Regions from separate parts of the Mus musculus genome. Here regions 1 and 2 are each linked to region 3. Evidence: chromatin contacts called from public HiChIP or PLAC-seq and promoter capture Hi-C data. All regions are on one chromosome and are shown on one strand. Each heading gives the region's core, a stretch centred on a gene start, on an enhancer-like site or on the middle of the called end of the contact. The rest is flanking DNA. Distances are from core to core; before and after follow the strand shown. Region 1 has its middle 13 kb from the start of Gm32767. Region 2 holds the start of Dnah14 (dynein, axonemal, heavy chain 14). Region 3 holds the start of Ephx1 (epoxide hydrolase 1, microsomal).

Region 1 (4,172 bases), core at 1,288-3,787, 540 kb before region 3:
ATTATCTTCTCCTTCTCTTTGATGGGTGTGGAAGCATGAGTATTTTGTCAGATGAATTTACACACATCCATCCCTGCTACTATTACTTGACGTTTTTCACGTGAGCTGAAATGGAACCACGTGCTCAGCGGAGAAACATATGTCACCCAAGAACTCCAAGGTGCCTGCCTGGTCTCAAAGCACGTGTTCCGCTGAGATGTGGCTCAGAGATAAGAGAGTGCTTACCTAGCAAGTCAGGACCTAGAGGCCATCTTCTCACACAAACCCGAAACCAAACGAACCAAAGGAAACACCATGAAGTGGCTGCTGAGATAGATGGCTCAGGGTTGGAGCCTCCGCCGCTTAGGCATTTCTTCTTCTGCAGAAGCCAAGGGCAGTAGTTTGGCTGGGGCTGCCTTTGCTGGGCATTGGCTCAACCAAACGAACCAAAGGAAACACCATGAAGTGGCTGCTGAGATAGATGGCTCAGGGTTGGAGCCTCCGCCGCTTAGGCATTTCTTTTTCTGCAGAAGCCAAGGGCAGTAGTTTGGCTGGGGCTGCCTTTGCTGGGCATTGGCTCAGCTGATTGGTTGGACTAATCTAGACTGGTTTGGCTCGCTGTATCCTCTCATTCATCTCCTAGGGTAAAGGAGCAGCCACTGTCTGAGACATAGTATAGCCCTAATGTCCGAGTACCAAAACCTCAACAGAAACCAAAACACTCAATAACACAGGGTTGAGATTTGGTCTTATGCTATGTATTGTAAGTGCTGACCCGCGAGGCCTAGTTGCCCCAGAGACAAGAGAGTCCACTATGTAACCTTCTTTCTGATTGGTGAATAAAGATGGTGCGAGCCAATGGCTGGGCAGAAGAGACATGGGTGGGGCTTAGGGTCCCCGACTTGGGGTCAGAACCACAAAAGAGAGAGAGAAGTTGTTGAATGGAGAAGAAAGCTGTCATGGGATAAGAATCTTAAAATAATGGCCATGTGGGTTGGGTTGGCTAATTGGAGTTAAGAGCAGCCCAGAGGAAACATAGCAAATTGTGTATGGGATTATTGGCTGGGAAATAGATATAATAGCAAAGAAGATAGAAACCTGCCAAGCTCTTGTGCTGATTAAGGCTTGTTATAAATATGAAAGTTGTGTGAAAAAAGAAAGGTTGTGTATATCTTTTATCTGGGAACTAAATGGTCAAAGGTGGGGTAGAAACCCTTGATTAGGATTAAATATTTATATAACACACAGGAACCTTTTGCTCAAGTGCGACAAGCAATTCACTGGCCACAGAGCGTCAGGTGGCCATGCACAGCGTTATTCAACTTGTATTTCAGCAATAAACCTCTTACTGCAAACATTGCAGGGAGCCCACGCAGGGAGCCCCACACAGGGAGCCCACGCAGGGAGCCCCACACAGGGAGCCCACGCAGGGAGCCCCACACAGGGAGCCCACGCAGGGAGCCCACGCAGGGAGCCCACGCAGGGAGCCCACGCAGGGAGAGGGATTACTATATGGTATTGGCGGAAAACTCTAGAAACAAATCTAAATGTTCAGCAAGTGAAGTCCATAAAACAAAAAATACTATACTCATACAAGGAACCGCAATGAACTATGATCAATAGCTATAAAGGGAATGGGCCGCATCCACACTCAACTAACTTCTCAACTCGAAACCTGAAACTGTACTGTTGAGAGGAGAAATCAAGTTGATCGTATTGGTTACTGTAACATTTCAGTAACCTGCAAATGGGGAGAGGAGGACGGGAGAGGACGGAAAAAGAGAGAAGGAGGGAAACAGAGAGGGAGGAATTAAATCAATTTCTCGAGGCATTTTTGTTTTGTTTTGAGATCGTCTCCCTGTGTTGCCCATCCTGACCCATAGCTGTCTATCCTCTTGCCTTGGCTTTCTGAGTGCTAGGAACCATAACAGGCACACGCTACCATGCCTGGCTTGCGATGTCATTTAAAAGACACAATTCAGCCAACATGTAAAGTCCTCCACCCCCAATGCAGAAGTAAATGGATGCCTCTTTGGGACCCCAAAGTTCCTCAACGGGGAGCAGATATTAGAGATTTAGCCAAGAGAGATGATTGTGTTGAGTCACAGAAACCCCTGTCTGTAGCCGCACCCTCCTCTTCTTAGATATGACCGTCACATCCGTGGGTGTTCATCAGGGTGGTGAGTGGGTGTCGACCTTCTGAAGGCAGCTCTGAACTTTCCCAGTTCTCCAGCCAGCAGTGTAAGCTGCCATCTGTTCAGGGACACAGAGGCCCAGGTGCCAGGCATCCTCAAACCACACCCTCTGCTCTTCTTCTGGGTGGGGGTGGGGGTGTCTGAAAGCCCATTTTCTTCACGGGCTTTGAGAGCTCCTGTCCCCTGCAGCATATTACTAAATGCTCTCCGGGGAGCAAGGAGTGATAAACTTAGAAATCAGCCAGATCTCCCGCAGTGACTAAGGACTTAAAAGGAGGAAATGATTAAGGAATCACTGAGCTGTCTGAGGGACCAAGGAGTCCCTCCACCCTGAGTCACAGGGCATAAAAAGTTACATCATAGCCAGGGTTGACTTGCATAAGTGGGGATGCTGATGCCTGTCAGGGGACGGCTCTGCCAGGGGCAACACAGTAGTGGCACATGTGCCGAGGCTGCTCAACTGGACAGAGCTCTCCAAGTACCAGTGAGAAGCCTTGAAGTCACCCTCTTCCAGTGAACCTCTCTTTATGTCCTAAGAGTAAACATGACATGGCTGGCAAATGGACCGGGCAGCCCTGGGAAAAAAAGCAGCTGGTGTGGTTTTGCTGCCATCTGCCAAAGTCTGGAGTGCCCTCATTTGTCAGTCCAGTTCTCTGGCTGTCTCTGCCTTGCTGTCCTGGCAGCTAAGTAGGCTGTGACTCTCCCTCCCCCTCCTTACACAGCTCTTAGGCTCCTGCTGTCCTGCTCTTTCTGTTTCAGTCCCTTGGTTCTAGCAGTATCCTGCTGGGACTTGAATTCCCATGTCCTCTAAGCTGCACAGGGCTGGGACAGGGGGTTGGAGGTTTCTAATGTACAGATAAAGTTACTAAGGTTTCTGGCTTTAGGTGTCACCTAGAAGGCCTCCCTGATTACTTAACTCCTTTCTCCCATGGCAGTACAAGAACTGATCCCATAAAAGAACTTGTCAAAAACCAGGAGGAAAAGCAAGCTAGGCTCCCTCTGGTTCACCTCCAATAGCAGTGACTGCAGGATATCCTAAGCCTGACTCCCAGGCACTAAGGATGGAGGAAGTAATACCTACTTTAGAGAGGGGCAACAGCAAGTCAGGAAATAAAGTCAAGCTGCAGAGGCCACAGGACAATCCCTTGTCCTCCACTCCCCAAAGATGCCTCCCTAGTGAAGGTCCTTATTACCCTGCACAGCAAGTGGGACATCAGCCAGCAAGGACTTTACTAGCTCATTTTCTCTGTGCTAGCATAAGAAAGAGTGCAACTTGCTGGCTGAAATGGCAAAAGGGAAATAAAAACATGCAAGCAAAGAAGGAAGCAAAGAAGGAAGAGAGGAGGGAAGGAAGGAAGGAAGGAAGGAAGGAAGGAAGGAAGGAAGGAAGGAAGGAAGGAAGGAAGAAAGGAAGAGAGGGAACAAGGGAGGGAGGAAAGAAGGGAAGAAGGGAGGAAAGAAGGGGGGCAGGAAACACTTCATCTCAGATTCAAAAGTGCTTTTGACCCCTTGTGGCTCCAAGTCGCTCCATCATAGCAGCAACCACAGCCTTGGCTTTGCTGTGAAACTTTGCAGCCAGAAACTGGATCCACCCATCCTCTGGCCGTGGATAGACCCAGCTTTCTCACCAGCCTTGCAGGGAGAAAGTGAGAGGCCTCTACAGTTATCCACACAGAATCTCCCTTCCTTGCAACCTGTTCATCAAATCCACAACTCCTTTGGGTTTGTCTTCTAAGAAGAACCACATGGGTTTACTCCCTGCTGTCTAAAGAGCTCCACTTCCCAATGGCAAAAGCATGCAGGGTTGCTGGACAGGGTGGCCATGCAGAGGTGAGGAGCTGAGAGGGGATAGAGGGAGCTAAGATTCAATGTGGATTCTTTTCTCTACATCCCCTGCTGAGATTTCCTTGGCATCTTGGTAGCACAGGGAGGCAAAGTTCCAGCCAGGCTGAGAGTAAGGAAGAGGGATTAATGCCTGTGGTGGTCAGCTTCCCGATA
Region 2 (4,075 bases), core at 135-2,634, 560 kb before region 3:
ATCTGAACTAAAGTATTTTAAAGATCTTTGCATCGTCTGAAAGAAAATTTTAAAAATTGAGGGCTGGAGATATGGAGCAATGGTGGAGTATCTACCGAGCATGTGGAGAGCCCTGGGAAAACCTGCAGTATGGAAAGAGGGGGAAGAGAGGAGGGGAAGAGGACATAGTGGAAGGTGGGAAGAGAAACGTGGGGGGGGGGCTGACGGGGGGGCAGGACTATAACCATGCTGGGCTACAAACCTACAATTCCAGCACTTGAGAACCAAGCAAAAAAATAATTGCAGGACATTCCCCAAAGCAAAGCTTGAATTTTCCACATACTGAACACTCAGCATGTCTACAATGGCTGTCTTTACTGAGCATACACAGAGGATTTTTTCACTTGTCTGTTGCCTTTATCACCTCAATGCTACTGTGTCACGAGGTAATGACACAGAATTACATTGTATTGGGTAGATAGCGCCAGTAATCTAAATTATCTCACGTTTTCCAGAGGATGATGGGTTATATGTATAGATGAGGATATTTAGAGTTGGGCTTCATGAATCTGAGAGAGGTGGTGTCTGGGAAGCCATCCTCTTAGGGACCATGTGTTATTTGCGCACATAAGTCCTGTCACAGCTTCAGTTGTCCCACATGAGGGAAAGAATTCTCACATGAGGGACTGGTCCCATTGGAATGTCCTGCAGACCTATATGTTGGGCATTTTCTTGACTGCTAATTGATGCAGTTGGGTCCTAAGGGGATGTAGGAGAACGGTGACCACTGGGAGCAGAGCCATCGCTAGGCAACTGGACCTGCGCTGTATAAGACAGGAAAATGAACAAGTCATGAGAGGGCAGGGCAGGGTTTCTCCACGGTCTCTGTTTCAGTGCCTGCCCTGGTGTCTCTCCATGAGGGGCTATAATGTGTAAGCCCAATAAACCCTTTCCTTCCCCAAGTTACTTTCGGTAGGTGTTGAATCACAGCAACAGAGACACAAACTAGAACAAAGCGGCAGGTGCGTGACTATGTTAAACAGCAGCAAGGTTTTGCAAAGAGCAACAAACATCACTTATTTATGACTGGAAAAAAAAAGCAAGCTTTAAAATCTCGTAGTCTGGGAACGGGTCGCTGAAGCCTGGTTGATCAGTAGCAACTAGGAAACTGCTTCTCTGAGGAAGGACAGGGCTCTGAGACACTTGTGCGGGCACTCCCAAGGACCCAGGCACAGAGGCCCAGGGCAGACACCTGTTTACCTCGTTTACCTGGTATGCTGTGGCAGTCAAGGTCTCCTCCTCCCCTTCTTCCTTTTCCTGCCTCAGCACTGCATAGTCCAGGAGCATACACAGGCACAAGTTTAGAGACTACTGCCCCAGCCCCAACTCAGTAACGGTCAAGCGCCTCGTGCCTCGGGAGCCAAGGCCTTAGGAGCCCCGCAGTTGCTAGGGGCAGGCGCTGGGGCGGAGTGAGTACCGGAAGTGCTCAAGCCTGGTCCGCTGTATGGCTCAGCACAGATAAGACCTCCCTCTGACAGCCCCGCCTGCAATCTGCCAGGCAGGGCCCAAGGGGGAGATACCTATAGGTGTGAAGAGTAAGATCTGAGCGTTTGAAAGAGGGGACCTTTCATTTATGATTTACACAGACTGTGCATATGACCTACTACGGCCAAGCCTGGTGTCCACATCTCTAAATCCCGCTTGGCTAAGAGGACCACAAATGTGAGCATCAGCCTGGGCTACATTAGTGAGACCCTAGCTCAAAGAAAACAGAACACCATTAAGAGACTAATAAAAGTACTGTGAAGAGTACAAGAGGTATAGGCATTCCTAAATAATAAGGTTACATATATTCGTGAATTCCCATTTGCATGTCTTACACGGCTTTATTGACGCCCTATATTTTATTCACCTATTTATTGAGGACTTACTTATTTGTTGGTAGAGACAAAGGCAGAGAAACAGCATAGAGATGTGTTGGGTCTGTAAAATGGATGACTAATTGGGAGGGGCGAGATAATCAGCTTTCAATTTTCAATATTCATAGGGCTAAGGACGTGATCATTCCAATATGTCACAGTAAGAGATGAATTTTTTGGAGAGCTATTTGGTAAGAGAAGTTGGAGATAAGGGGACATCACTTTTAAAGGAAAAAAATTAAAATGTTATATGTAAATAAATCATATTTAGTTTAATAGAGCTATCCAGAAAGCTGAGAGAAATCTGTTTTAATAAAACAAGAGATTACATTTTAGCAGAAGAGGAGGAAAGATAGATAACAAAAAAAAGATGGCTTATGAGGAGTTTCCTGAGGTCAAGTTTCCCTCCAGCCATCATTGCCTGAGCAAATCCTGCTTCTGTTTACCCCAGTTGTGAAACTCAATCTCAGCCCTTCCCTCTCCCTCACTTCCTATCCCAATTCCAATTGTTACAACTCTGCAGATCTGTGCACAAGCAGTATGGTTAGTCTGCCATTTTCCTCTGTCTTCAATCTCTGCTGGAGGCAAAGCAGTAGGTTTTGAACTTAGACCCAGAACTTCTGAATATGAGGTGCAGAATCTCAGACCTGTTAGGAGTACTGAAGTTTTTAGAGATTCCTATCATGGATTTGTATCTTCCTATACAAATTAATTATTATTAATGGTGTGAAGAGTGACTGTACTAAGCCTCATTACTAAATCTCTCTGTATCCACTTTACGATGAGAGAAAGACAAGCCCTCAGACACTGTCTTGGTGACTGTCAACAACCACAAGTCAACTGGGAAGACAGAAGCTCAAGAAGAATTGTCTCCATCAGATTGACCTGTGACAATATCTGTGAGACATTGTTTTGATTGATGATTGATGTGGGAGGCCCAGCCCACTGTGGGTGGTGCTACCCCTAGGCAAGTGGGTCAGTAAAAACTAACCAGGACACAGAATGGTGAAAATGCTCAGTTACTCACTACATATGGTTCCAGTTAAGATCAAATAAGACAAACAGAGCTCTGGCCTCTCATTTTGGTTCTTATATAGTGACCAATAACCTGCTTGTGGTATATAGATAGAACTATTTTCCTTAAACTTATAGCCTTGGAAGGGGGCAGTTTCACTGTCTCAAGTGGCCAGGAATCATAGTGCTGAAGTACAAGAGAGGATTCCTAAGTGCTCTGATGGGCTTAGGGGGGATATGGTTTTGGGTACACTTTGCTCAAGCATGCGTTATAGCATAGTTGGCAATGAGTTCAAGGGTAATCAATCAAACATATAGGTAAAGTGTATTTAAGCAGAAACACACATAAAACAAATTCATATTGATCAGGAACCTAATCATGTATATTCCAGGCATAACGGTTTAGCATCACTAATTCAGTGTGTGCTCTGACTTTACAGGCAATTTCATGTCCATAAATAGCAAGAACCAACCATCTACAGAGTCAAACATGTGAGACTGAGTTTGCTTTGTTCTCTGCAAATATTAGGACCTGAAGGGTTATAAGTCAGCCTTTCCCAATTCTTCACTCTTAAAATATCTCAGGGAGACCTAGCAGAATTATCAGGTGGCCGATTAACAAAATACTTTATGATAAAACATGATTTGGATTTTTCATATGGCTCAGAGGTTTAAACAATTAGTATAAAAACCCTTTTTATTTTCACCTGTTGTGTCTATGTGAATGTAGTTTCCATCTCTTTTTATCTATAAAATGAAAACTAGGAGAATTTCTGATGATTCCTTCTTCAGTCTCTAAGTGATCCAGAAAATCACATTCATCCAGGGACAGGAACCACTTGATAACACACACTATTTACTTAGCAAAACTGACATCTAAATCAATATTGTTTTCTTTACTAATATTTATTTTAAAAACTCTATTAGATTTGTGTCACTTTGATCTACTATATCCTAATAATAGGTGTAATGGCAACCAATTCAAGCTGTGGTAGATTTCCATCTTTTGGGTAATTTGTACATGCTCTTGTTGCAGAGAGATATCATGGGTCAACCAATCAATGCACGGCAGTACAATGAGTTAAGATGAAACTCTGAGGGACGATGGTATGGACTTGAAAGAAAAAGAAGTGGTATAAGCTTTCCATAGTTGAAGAAGGACT
Region 3 (3,932 bases), core at 918-3,417:
TACAGTGCAGGAGAAGGGATGCCTCTGCAGGACCATGCTGAGGGACCAGCCACACGACAGGTATAGGATAGAAGAGAGTTTATTTAAGGCATGGGGAGGGGAATTGAGGGAGTAGAAAGAGAGGAAGGCAGAGAGAGACAGAGAGAAAGGAGAGGAGTAGAGGGCGGCCATGAGCACGTGGGAAGGGGAAGGGAATGGGGAGAGAAGGGACAGATTAGGTAAGAGGGTAAAGGAGTAAGAGGGTGAGGAGGGGCCAGACAGCCTCTTTGATACTGAGTCAGGCATACCTGGTTGTTGCCAGGTAACTGTGGGGCAGAGCCTAGAAAAAATGCTAACGTGGAACATTTTGTTAATTAGTGATTGATGGATATGAGTGGACCCAGCCCACCAGCCATCTGGACAGATGTGTCCTTAGCTGTGTAAGGAAGCAGGCTGAGCAAGCCATAAAGAGCAAGCCAGAAACAGTGCCCTCTGGTCCAGTTCCTGCCTTCAGGTTCCTGTCCTGAGTTTCTGTCCTGACTTCCCTCAGGGATGGAGTGTGTCTGAGTTTCCAGCTGAAACCAATCCCTTCTTCCCTGTGCTGCTTTGATCACGATATTTTATCTTAGCAGTAGGAGACCTAACTAAGACAAGTAGGTTTATCACATTCACAGGATGATACATCCATCACCAGCAACTAGTGTTATGGTTTTGTCTTTTCTTTTCTTTTCTTTTCTTTTCTTCTTTCTTTCTTTTTTTTTTATTTTTAGTTATTTTCTTATTTTTTGAGACAATGTAATTTTTTTTATTTATTGTTATATGTAAGTACTGTAGCTGTCTTCAGACACACCAGAAGAGGGCATCAGATCCCATTACAGATGGTTGTGAGCCACCATGTGGTTGCTGGGATTTGAACTCAGGACCTTCCGAAGAGCAGTCGGTGCTCTTAACCTCTGAGCCATCTCACCAGCCCCTTTCTTTCTTTTTCAAGACAGGGTTTCTCTGTGTGACCCTGGCTGTCCTGGAACTTTCTCTGTAGACCAGGCTGGCATCATAGTCAAAGATCTGCCTGCCTCTGGCTCCTACTCAAGGAATGCTGGGAATAAAGGTGTAGCCACCATTGCCCAGCACATTAGAATGTTTCCATCTACACTTTGTTAAGAACAATACGTTTACTGCTTTGCTGAATGGCTGGAGGCAGCGCTCCTGTGGGAACAGTTTAGAGGGCGCTATGAAACAAGCCTGGACTATACACTGCAGAGGAGGACGGCAGGTGTGCAAACGGTGTGCTGGGGAGGGGAAGGAGCTGCAGTACCTGGAAATCCCAGGTTCCCAGAGAGGATTGAGGACACACTATCCAGGAGTTCCACGGAGGCAGGAATGAGTTGAATGTGTTCACTGGAGAGAAACCGGCTCTCCGTTAGAACGGAGAGGGTTTGGGCCATGATGAGCAGCGAAGGAGGCTGGAGATCAGAGGTGAGAGGTGAAAATAGGATCCCTACGCTTCACATGTGTGTAGGATGATAAACCTGGACCCCGCGGCAGGCACTGCTAGGCCCTCACAGTGGTGTGCCTGGTCATCTTGTCTGTGTGGCTGCTGAAGCCTGAGAAGGTTCTAGGCGAGTCTTAGGAGGGCCGCGGGGGTAAAGACAGGGCACTGGGCAGGCTGGCTAATGGAGAGCAGGTTAGCCCCAAGGGTGCCAGGAACTGTGGTTGTCCTACTCCTGCTTGCTGGCTAGGCAGCGCTCTCTCCCTCCTCCCTGTGCTGGCCTCTGCTTGGTGTCCATGCCTCCTGGGCTTCAGATCAGCCAGCCTCACAGGGTGCACTTAACGACAAACTTCAGGTTTGTGTGTTCATTCCACACTTCACTATTTTATTTGTGGTTCTGGGAATGAACTCCAGCGCCTTGCCCACGCGAGACACTCTACCCTCAAGCTTTATCCCCAGATGTTTGCTCACTGACTGGTTCGCTTATAAAATGGTTACAACGAACTGCTAGGAAGGTGAGAGGAAGGCTGTAGCACCAGGCCAGCTTGGGCTCTTGTGTGTAGAGTCCACAGACTGCAGAGTTTAAACTGCCAATACCCTGTTCAGAACAGCAGACTTTGCCAGAATAGGTGAAACACCTTAGCTAGATGCTCAGCTAGCCTTGGCCAACCAGCCAACTCGGGGGTGGGGCCAAGGCCTGGGCGGGGCTAGTGGGGGCGGGGCTAACAGGCAGCTGGTGTCACCAGCTCAGCAGCAGGCAAAGAGGCTCAAGAGGAGTTTGAGAGTGGAGGAACTGCACACCAGCCGCCGCGGGAGTAGGAACCCGAGAGCGACCCTGACAGTAAGCTCCGGGGACAGCAGCGGCACTCCAGCGTGAGAGTTGCGAGGGCTTCGCGTATCTCCCGCAGCTAAATGCGCTTCCCCTTATCCTAAGACCGATCCAGGCGTGCAATAGGCCATGCTTCTTAGTCCTGCATCTGATGCTCCATCCTCTTCCAGGGGCGTCAACCCCTTGCTTGCGCTTCGGAAGCAAGGGGTGGGTGCTGCGCCTGACAGCGATGCTGGCTCCTCAGCCCCCTGGTTTCCCCGCCCGCCCGCCCCCCCATGCATGTTTGTCCCTTGGGTTCCAGGCTTGCTACTTGCCCAGGCACCTGAGCCAATCCAGGTAGCTGAGGGCGCCGTCCAAGTGACTCTTAATTTTAACTTCTCCAGTCTGCACCTCCCGTCATTTAAACTTCCGGCGGCCAGAAGTCTGGATAGCCTTTCTGGCATCTGGTTGGCGGGATCAGGAGGGAGGTGGAGGGATCCGGTATGTATGCATGCGCGTTGACAGTAGGGCTGTGCCTTTGCTGGCATTCTGTGCTGCTGGCAGGATTGTAGAGATGGACATCTGCGACATTTGCTTCTCTGCCTCCGATTTCGGCCTGATCTTTTTTTTAAAGTCGCAGAGCCCCAGAGGCTCACATTGTTTTTACTGTGACAGTGACTTCCTCCCTCAAGTGGAGGCTTTCACTGGCTGTGCGTGGTCTGACTTCACACAAGACTTGAAGCTGAGGGGGCTGGGGGGAAGGGTGGAACAAAAACGTGGGCGTGTTCAGCAAAGACTTTCCATTCCCTAATACCCACACCAGGCGGGCCACGTGAGGGCTTCCTGTGTCCCTAAAGAAGTATGTTCAGTGCAACCGTGCTCAACGACACGGACTGACTGTTCAGACACTGCCCCCCACCCACCCACCCTGGGGATAGCAGGGAATGTGTTCTCATGGGCTCTGGGAGCTTTTGAATGCAGACAACAAACAAAATTCAAGGTCCTGGGTCAGATCCCCAACACCACATAATAAATAAACATATCTTTGTAAAATATAAATTATATTTGTGAGCTGTAGGAAATAGGAGGTCATAAAGAGGGAGCAGGACTGTTGACTAGAGAGGAAGAGGCCACACTTTCACACTCCAGAGGGTCAGGAGGGTCAGGAGTGCGCCTCACTACTCAGTATCCAGCTGCACAAGGCTGAGGAGAACATGCAAAGGCCCTGAGGCAGAGGTGCGCCTGCTGTGGGTGGCTTTTATGTCCTCAGTTGCCCTCTGGAAGAGAGACCAGAGTCAGTGAGGAGGCTCCAAGCTTTCAGCTGCCCCTCCGACCAAGAAAACAAGATTTCCCTAGACCCTCGGGTGCTCCTGGAGTCAGCTGGGTGACCTTCAGCACCATCCCTAATCCCCATGTTATCTGGTGTGACTGCACCAGCCTTTGGCTGTGCCTTACACACCTGCTGCCCAGATGAACTGAGAGGGAAATGCATGGGGAACAGAGGGAGGGATTTTTAGTGAAAGGGTGAGAGCCTCCACCAGACCCCTGGGGTCCAGTTTCTGCCCAGAGCCCAACTAGAGCACAGTGGTACCCACAAAAAGCCCTGTAAGGATGAGTAGTGTCTCTCCTCCATGCCCAGCAGCTCCAGCATGCCCA

The links. Promoter capture Hi-C pulls out the DNA fragments that hold promoters and counts their contacts. HiChIP or PLAC-seq counts read pairs in DNA pulled down with a chosen protein or histone mark.
Region 1: a contact with region 3 is called in an HNF4G HiChIP or PLAC-seq map of pancreatic cancer cells. The contact joins the enhancer-like site here to the promoter of Ephx1 in region 3. A contact is called at or near these places in 2 of 39 promoter capture datasets (embryonic stem cells and pre-B cells), 2 of 15 datasets of contacts at CTCF or cohesin (embryonic stem cells and pro-B cells), 5 of 115 datasets of contacts at active chromatin or transcription factors (embryonic stem cells, pancreatic cancer cells and stem cell-derived neural progenitor cells) and 1 of 9 other capture datasets (embryonic stem cells).
Region 2: a promoter capture Hi-C map of embryonic stem cells shows a contact between it and region 3, with 4 times the contacts expected there. The contact joins the promoter of Dnah14 here to the promoter of Ephx1 in region 3. A contact is called at or near these places in 4 of 39 promoter capture datasets (embryonic stem cells, hippocampal neurons and stem cell-derived epiblast-like cells), 2 of 115 datasets of contacts at active chromatin or transcription factors (craniofacial prominence and pancreatic cancer cells) and 2 of 9 other capture datasets (adipose tissue and embryonic stem cells).

What each region holds. Positions count from the first base shown.
Region 1 is chr1:181,551,311-181,555,482 of GRCm38.p6, reverse strand. No RefSeq gene overlaps it. Among named protein-coding and RNA genes, the nearest start is that of Gm32767, 13 kb to the right of the region's middle. Within about 2 kb of position 2,537, at least 113 of the 459 cell types and tissues checked have an H3K27ac peak or open chromatin away from gene starts, as enhancers often do. A contact at or near this core is called in pancreatic cancer cells, where this site is marked.
Region 2 is chr1:181,573,902-181,577,976 of GRCm38.p6, reverse strand. It overlaps Dnah14 (dynein, axonemal, heavy chain 14), which reads right to left and starts at 1,384. Exons shown (of 87, transcript NM_001377039.1): 1 at 1,249-1,384.
Region 3 is chr1:181,015,804-181,019,735 of GRCm38.p6, reverse strand. Ephx1 (epoxide hydrolase 1, microsomal) reads left to right here and starts at 2,167. Exons shown (of 9, transcript NM_010145.3): 1 at 2,167-2,309.